2 separate regions of the Mus musculus genome follow, and region 1 is linked to region 2. Evidence: chromatin contacts called from public HiChIP or PLAC-seq data. All regions are on one chromosome and are shown on one strand. The core of a region is the stretch at or near the end of the contact, and the rest is flanking DNA. Distances in the headings are between cores, read along the strand shown. Region 1 has its middle 80 kb from the start of Hpf1. Region 2 has its middle 17 kb from the start of Gm45650.

What was found. HiChIP or PLAC-seq counts read pairs in DNA pulled down with a chosen protein or histone mark.
Region 1: a contact with region 2 is called in an H3K27ac HiChIP or PLAC-seq map of extraembryonic endoderm stem cells, with 2.6 times the contacts expected there. The contact joins two enhancer-like sites. A contact is called at or near these places in 2 of 39 promoter capture datasets (both in embryonic stem cells), 2 of 484 Hi-C or Micro-C datasets (embryonic stem cells and nephron progenitors) and 3 of 115 datasets of contacts at active chromatin or transcription factors (embryonic stem cells, extraembryonic endoderm stem cells and neural progenitor cells).

Annotation. Positions count from the first base shown.
Region 1 is chr8:60,808,299-60,812,267 of GRCm38.p6, reverse strand. No RefSeq gene overlaps it. Among named protein-coding and RNA genes, the nearest start is that of Hpf1, 80 kb to the left of the region's middle. Within about 2 kb of position 2,272, at least 3 of the 459 cell types and tissues checked have an H3K27ac peak or open chromatin away from gene starts, as enhancers often do. A contact at or near this core is called in extraembryonic endoderm stem cells, where this site is marked.
Region 2 is chr8:60,699,786-60,703,887 of GRCm38.p6, reverse strand. No RefSeq gene overlaps it. Among named protein-coding and RNA genes, the nearest start is that of Gm45650, 17 kb to the left of the region's middle. Within about 2 kb of position 2,722, at least 5 of the 459 cell types and tissues checked have an H3K27ac peak or open chromatin away from gene starts, as enhancers often do. A contact at or near this core is called in extraembryonic endoderm stem cells, where this site is marked.

The sequences.
Region 1 (3,969 bases), core at 1,023-3,522, 110 kb before region 2:
TCTAAGATTCCAGGCATGGTCTGGTGAATTGGCTCAATGGTTAAGTAAGCATTTGCTGCTCTTTCAGGGGACCTTGATTCCCAGCACCCATATGTGTCTCATAGCCATCTATACCTCTATTTCCAGGGGATCTGACACCGATGTCTGACCTCTGAACACCCGGCACATACCTGGTCCACATGCACACATGCACATGCAGGTAAAACACTGATACACACACACACACACACACACCAGTAAGTTTTTCTAAAAGTCTAAAACTGTAGCTATGCTGAAAATATTTAACATCACAATTTATTTAGAATTTTCTTTCTACCAACAATTGTTTAACTTTAACTTTTGTAAACAAATGTTTAACTCTTTTTAGGGATAGAAAAATGTATCTCTATGTAAATATTTCCATATATGCCTGGGGGTTTGTAGACATCTCAAAGCACACACATTCAGTTAAGACCTTCTCAATTATGTAGTATTTGGGCTAGAGTTAAACCCACCATATTATAATAATTATATAAGGTATTATAATAATACCTTAGGTATCTGAGGGTAGTTTTAACTAATGGCACCTTCATTTCCCTCCCTCACCCCATTCTCAAAAAAATATAATTTGATAATGTCTAAGAAATGTTTACTCTCTGTCAGCTGAGGCAATGCCCAAATGTGTGAAATGCCTTTATATATAGATGTTTTCTAGTGTGGGTTCTGAGCACTGAGCTTTGTGCTTGTAAGACAAGCAGCTTTGTAAGGTCTGCAGACATACTCTGTAAGGGCAAGCTTTCTCTGTGCGAAAGTATGGTGGGAGCACACAGCTACACTTTCCAAATTTACCAATCAGTTAAGTGCTTCCAGTTCCCCATGGGACAAGAGAATAAGTAATGAAATGAGACTTGGGTAAGATCCCTCTGTGTGGAAACCAAGAAAGCATGGGACATTTTCCTTCAGCAGCACTGACTACAGAGGACAGACTTACATGTATGAAAATGGGGTCTAGACTGCTTTAAAATGTGCTATGAAAAACTCTCAACGGTGGTAATTCATACTCAGATCGCCTCTAGGGAATTATTGATGCTGGCAGCACAGTCCTCTTGACACAAGAGTCTTTTATGCAGGCTACTAATGAGAGGTTGTCCTTGATACCACTTGGTCTCCCTGGCAACATGGCTCTACCGTCACAGTTTAGAAGAGGCAAGCATCCCAAACCCATTGTCCTTTCAAGGAGAAATTCTCTGTCCGTTACCTTGGTATGACATTCTATAGCCCACATGGTGATGTTGTTCAGGGCTCTGCAGAAGGATGGATGGGTGGGCTGATATAAATCACAAACTGGTCAGATTTGTCGATCCAAAGCAATGCTTTTAGATGATATTTTCTGGGGTGAATGTATTGCTTAGATTATTTAACACTTAAAAATACTCCTACTTTCCAGAAATCATCATTTCTTTTTTCCTCTTGATGCTTGGCTTGTTCTCTTTCATATCAAAAGCCTTTCATCCTTTGTCCTATGCTTTGTGTCACTCATAAATTTAAATTTTCACGTCTTAAATTCTTTTCCTTCTATTTTACAATTAATTAATTAATTAATTAATTAATTAATGTTGCACCCAGATAAGAGGGTCTCTACATCTGTTTAATTCAGCTGTTGTGTGGAACCTCTTAGAGGACAGTTATGCTAGGATCTTGTCTACCAGCATAACAGTATTATTAATAGTGTCAGGGATTGGTTCTTGTCCATGGGATGAGTCTCAAGTTGCGCCAGTCATTGGTTGAGGCTCTGTGACATCTTTGCCCCTGCACATCTTGTAGGCAGGACACATTTTAGGTAGAAGGTTCTGTGGGTGGGTTGGTGTCCTTATCCCTCCACTGGGAGTCCTGCCTGGCTACAGGAGGTGCCCACCTCAGGCTCCATATCCCCCACTGCTAGGAGTCTCAGCTACAATCAGATAGACTCTCTGGAGCCTCTCCCATCCCAGATCTCTGGTACGTCTTAGAGATGCCTCTCCCCTTTTCCTTCTTTCTAATTATTACTTTCATTATGTTACTAAAAACCCAAGATACTGCATGAGAATCTGTGTTCTTATAGATATACCTTATTGTAGATGCAGTGGATCTGAAGTCTTAAATTCTTATTTCACTTGATTAGAGATTAGTGCTTCTGAGGTTAAAACAACCTACCTCTGGCTTGTTAGAGCCCAGGACCACTGTGTGATTTTGAGTCCTAGTGTCAGGATATCTAATCATGATTCAGAAGCAAACAATGTGTTGTGGATAATGTTCATGCTTGTTTGGAAAGACATTCCAGACATTCCACTTTTGTTGGGCTCCAAGCTCACTTGTTGGCTTCATGTCTGACAATCTTGTTTTTTGATTTTTTTTTTTTTTTTTTTTTTTTTTTTTTTTTTTGGTTTTTGAGACAGGGTTTCTCTGTGTAGTCCTGGCTGTCCTGGAACGCACTCTGTAGACCAGGCTGGCCTTGAACTCAGAAATCCGCCTGCCTCTGCCTCCCGAGTGCTGGGATTAAAGGCATGCGCCACCACCACCCGTCTTGTTTTTTTATTTTCCCCAGACTTCTAGCTTGCTTTCAAAGGCAACACAGTAGATTATGCCAAGAGGAGTAGGTTAAATGTATATGTTAGCAATGCTTTAACCTTTATAGTCTTAGTTTGACTTAGAAAAACATATTTTTATACAAGAGGGCACTGAAGCTTAAAAGGAAAATGTGGCATCATAAACTTTAACTCAGAACTATGCAATGTTGAAGTGAACTGTTGTGAGGAGTGGGTGTGGCAGCAGTCCCAAGATGGCGCCCAGGACTGCAGCTAAGTCTTATGACTTGCACCTGACTTCCTCATACACCTGAAAATAAGCCACGACCATCTCTTAAATTTTCACATCTTAAATTCTTTTCCTTCTATTTTACAATTAATTAATTAATTAATTAATTAATTAATTAATTGATGTTGCACCCAGATAAGAGGGTCTCTACATCTGTTTAATTCAGCTATTTAAAGAGAGCTGCGCAGGTGCACCATGATGCTGGCAGTGTAAACAAGTCCATATTTAGTGGAGATGTGCCCCTGCCGCCCTGATTGGCTGAAGCTGTGTGCCTGGTGAGGTGGCGTGGCCTGCCGTGAGTGGATGGGGAGCTGAGAGGATATAAGCAGACTTCCCTGGGTTCCCGGGGTGCCCGGGGTCCCCGTAGCAGGCGTTCTTGCAATAAAGGCTGTTGAGAAGAATCCAACCGTGTTGTGTCTTCCTTGCCGGCCGAGGTGGGCACAACAAACTATTATTTGTAATGCTTGCTAGTCCTCTGTCTCTGTCTCTGTCTCTCTCATACTGGGGTCTGGATCATGCTAGGACAGTGCTCTTAAAGTTTTAAAAATTGATATAGCATTTTACTAGTTAGCCTAGGCTGGTTTTGAACTAGCTATGTAGCCCATCCAAGGTTTAAATTTGAGCCCCCTGCCTCCCAAGTAGCTAAATTACTAGTGTCCATCATCAAGATTGGTTAGAATTCTTATTTAAATATTTTTTAAACTTTTATTTATTTTTTTTTTTGAAATTTGACTTTTGCCTTAACTCAAGCATTCTGAGGGCCAGGCTGTGTGTAATAACCACACTACATGGAGGAAGTGAATTCCACAGACCCTAGACTGAATATGAATAAAATGGAACAATGTGTTTTCTACCATGTGTCAAATCTGCTCAACTGTCCCACAAGCTTTGTTACAAATTCTCAGGAGTTTTACAAAGTTAGGTTTTACAAATGCATATTCATACGTATCTGGTTTATTCTGTTATACTTTGGTATTTACCAAATAGAAACATCGTTATGTATAACCAAAGACTATACTACATCCCATTTCATGCTATAATTCTGTAGGAAATCTCAAAGCTGTTAAACAAGTAGATGACTTATATATCCTTAATGTAGAGTATTGAGACAATGTGAGACAGGTAGAATGGACCACA
Region 2 (4,102 bases), core at 1,473-3,972:
GATCAGGCCTTATGGGTTATAACCTGATCCCAGATGGAGATCTCTCACCTTCTCCTGGTCAGTGATAAATAACAAGTAGCCACATGTTCTTGTCATGAAGATGCCCACTCCTATGCTCTCCCATGATGCACTGTGTCACTTCAAAGTACAAGCCAAAATAGAGTCTTCCTCCCTTAAGTTTCTTCTGAGAGTATTGCAGCTATGATAAGTAATATAGGAACTATACCCAGTGATGCTTCTAGCTCATTAGAAAATAAACATGCGAAGAAATACAGTCTAATGCACATTTCCAAGCATTTTACATTAGTGGACACAATCATGATGAAATGCTTTATACCTCTGAGATTCTGCAGAATTTAGGATGTTTTAAAAGTTGGTTTTGCACACTGATCCCCAGCAATTCTCAAGACGTTCAAAGTAATGGCAAGATGCAATTGCTAGTCAAAGCACAGGCCATTTAAGTGGAGAACTCTTCATAAATAATAAATCTGTGGATAGGTGAGTTTGAAAGACAGGAACTTCCCTGTAAAATGTCTCCTTTTAGATGGATAACCCTCAAGTTGCAAACTTCATGAATAGTTAAGAAACGTAGTAGCACCAGCTGTGAGTTCCATCGGCTTCTTCTATCATTTCAGTTCATTGTTGGTTTCTGCATCCTCTGACCTACTAATCTGAAAAAGCAGTCGTCTACATGCAGTTTTAGTACACACAAAGCCCTGGGGCTACAGAACCAAGACCTGATCTCAGGGATGATGAGAATGGAAAGACTGTGGGTTGAAAGGATCTCTCGCTCTCTCCCTCTCTCCCCCTCTCCCTCTCTCCCCCTCTCCCTCTCTCTCTCTCTCCCTCTCTCCCTCTCTTCCTCTCTCCCTCTATCACTGTATACATCTGTTTGTATATGGATACCAGATGCAAATTCTAGGTGCTTTCCTCCATTTCTTCACATAATTGTTATTGTTATTATGTGAGACAGAATTGAGCATGGAGCTCACTAACTGACTGGCCAGTGAGCTTTGGAGATCTGCCTGTCTCCATCTTCCCTCAGAGCTGGTGCGATAGACACTACTATGGTGCCCAGCTTTAACATGGAGCTAGAGATCTAAACTTGGGTCTTCATGCTTCCAATGCAAGCACCTTATCAACTGAGACATCTACCTGGCCCTTCAAATTGTTCCAAGAAATCACTGAGATGTTGTGAAAACCTTATGCATGCTGCAGATGTGTTCTATATAAGGAAGGTACCATTATTTACTAAATCTATCTCTTGCATTATTTATTAAACCCTATCTCTCCCCAATTTAAAAACAAAACAAAACTGAGACCATTAGACTCTGGCCATTTCAGCATGCCTGTTTAATCATAAAGGAGCCTGAGCTAGCCAGCATAAATTCAGACACAGACGATACTGCCTGTTTATTTCACCTACTTAGCTAAAATGCATTTACTGTGAGTCGATATGACCTCATGACCTCAGATCCCTTCCTCTCATCTTCATAGAGTGACAGTGCTAATGGCATCTAGGCTTATACACAATTACAGTACACTAGCTGTAGTTTCAGGAGCTCTTACAGTGAGAAGGAGATCAAGTCAGACCAGAGAAGAAGGGAAGGGTTCCAGAGGTAAACCAGAATAATGCGGTGTTCAAAACCAATTTTGGATATGAGAGGAGAGAGAGAGAGAGAGAGAGAGAGAGAGAGAGAGAGAGAGAGAGAGAGAGAGAGAATAGGAAGTCAGAACATTGGACTGAATGAAGCTGGAGGTTGGGTATAAGCCCCAGAACATAACCACTACAACCACATATAACATGCTAGTGTAGAACAGAACCCTTGCCACTTCTGTCCCACTGCTGTCACTCCAGTCCTCAGAAGGATGGGAAATACATAATACTTCTTCCCAGGTCACCATCCTCCTTCTCGTACTGTGGAGAAAGGCTTGTCTTGTTTGTGAAGCCAGGTCTGAGATGCAAGGGGAGCTAGTACAGTATTAGCCATTCTCAACTTCCAGAGTGGTGGGTGGTTCTGGCTTATGGGTCATGGGGTTTGTGAAAGACAACAAAAAGGCTTCATTTGTTGTTTTTGCTTGATGCACAAAATGGTTGACTCCTACCAAGACTCTGCATTCAACACAGATAAAGACAGAGGCACGGACTTTATGAAGGCCAGATTCCTGATCCAGCATCATGTTCTTTTCGTCCTTGTACTTTATTACTTAAGAGACATCCCCACTTACAAATTTCCTAGATCATTCCTCACAGATGGTGAACCCCCCCACCAACCATGTCCCATCTCAAATTGGTGTAATAGTTCTTATCACCGCCACTAAGTCCCTGTACAACATCTGTACCATGCCCACCTTTGCCTTATTGCCAGATATCCTCCTTTCAGCTGGCTCATGCTGGATCCCTGCCCACAAAACCCCATTCATCCTCTTTTCTAGTGTGTTTGTATTTCTACTATGGAGGCCACAAATGAAATAGAGACTGGCTCCACATTCTTTCTTCTTCTCTTTATTCAACATCATTATCTGCCTTAGCACTTACCACATCCAATGTAAATGTAAATGTTTATCTTTTTGTCTATTGTCTGTCTGTCTGTCCAGCTAGAATATTATCTCATTGAGGGAAGGAATTTTGTTTTGTCTCTAGTGCCTGGAACCAAGCCTGTTTGGGAAACAGCAGGCATTCAGTAAACACTTGTTGGAAGCACTGGAGATTTGTTAGGTTTCATTCCTTTGTTTTGCAGGCAACTTGTTATCATTGTTAAACAAAGTCCCTGATGTGTTACAGCTCCAAGAGGAAAGGTGTCCTGGTAGTCCAGAGCCAAGGAATACCACAAAGTCACACCACACAACAGTCCTCACACAAGAGATTTATTAGAAGGGAGGGGAACCCAGGAGGGTGGCTGCATCTGCTTGAGGGAGAGGCAGCAGGAACTGAGCAGAAGAGATGGTTTATATAGTGCTTCTTGGGAGAAGTGGGGAGGAGCTTTTTAGGGCGGAGATTGGTGGGATTTCAAATCCCAGGCATGGGGAAAGCTCAGGGATTGGTGGGATTTCAAGTCCTGAGCTTGGACTTTATACTCTTTGGGGCAGGGGCTGGTTCTGGCCACTAGGGCAGTTAGTGTTCTGTGGGTAGGAACCTGGCAGTTGGAGTTCCTCAGAGGTGGGACTTGTGTGCCTTGAGGGGCTTGCACCTGTTCCAGAGGGGATTCTTGTATAGATGCATTTTCATCCATACAGGGCTTTTAGTAAAACAGTCTGTACAGTCTACATACATCATATTTGCGTGTGCGTGTGCATATGCATATTTGTAGTGAGAAGAAATACACATGTATGGTAGGTTGTCATTGCTATACTTACTACACAGTTACAGTGACTTATTTTTTCCATATCACTTAACTTGTTGGTTATTCACACCAACGCAAGAGGCAACTGTGGACTCCCTTTGTGAACCCTCATGACATACAAGTGGCCAGGCCCTTAGAGGAACTCCTATGGCTAGACCCTACCCCAAGACTTCCCAAAGAGCAGTTTTCTAATGGCTGGAGAGTGGCCAGGTCTAGCCATACAAGTAAAAAAAAAAAAAAAAAAAAAAAAACACCAATCCCTGAGCTTGGCCCAAAGAAGATCAGGCTACATAATTTGTCCAATCTCAGACCACCCTAGAAATCCTCCCCCCAGGAAATCCTATATAAAGCCTGCATTCTACCCAGTTCTCTGCTGCTTCTCTCCTGAGCAGTGGCAGCCCCTCCTCCTGGGTTTTTCCCTCCCAACAAGTCTCTTGTGTGAGGTTTGTTGTGCTATGTGACTTTGTGGTCTCCTTGGCTCCCGACTGTCAGGATACCTTTCTGAGCAGAGCTGTAACACTTTCATAGGGGAAACTTCCCTTGGCCTGAGCAGAGCTGTTCTACCTGAATTGGGGAAACTTTCCCAGGAGCTGGAGCAGAACTTCTGTAGGAGAAGCTTTTCCCTTCAGAGCCGAGGACACTTACCACATGGCTTGACTTGAAGATACCAAGAATTCAGCTGTATGTGCAAGGGTCTCACTAAAGAAACCACTGAAACCGTTTCTCCATAGTTAATTGGGAAGTTTTTTTAATGTGTA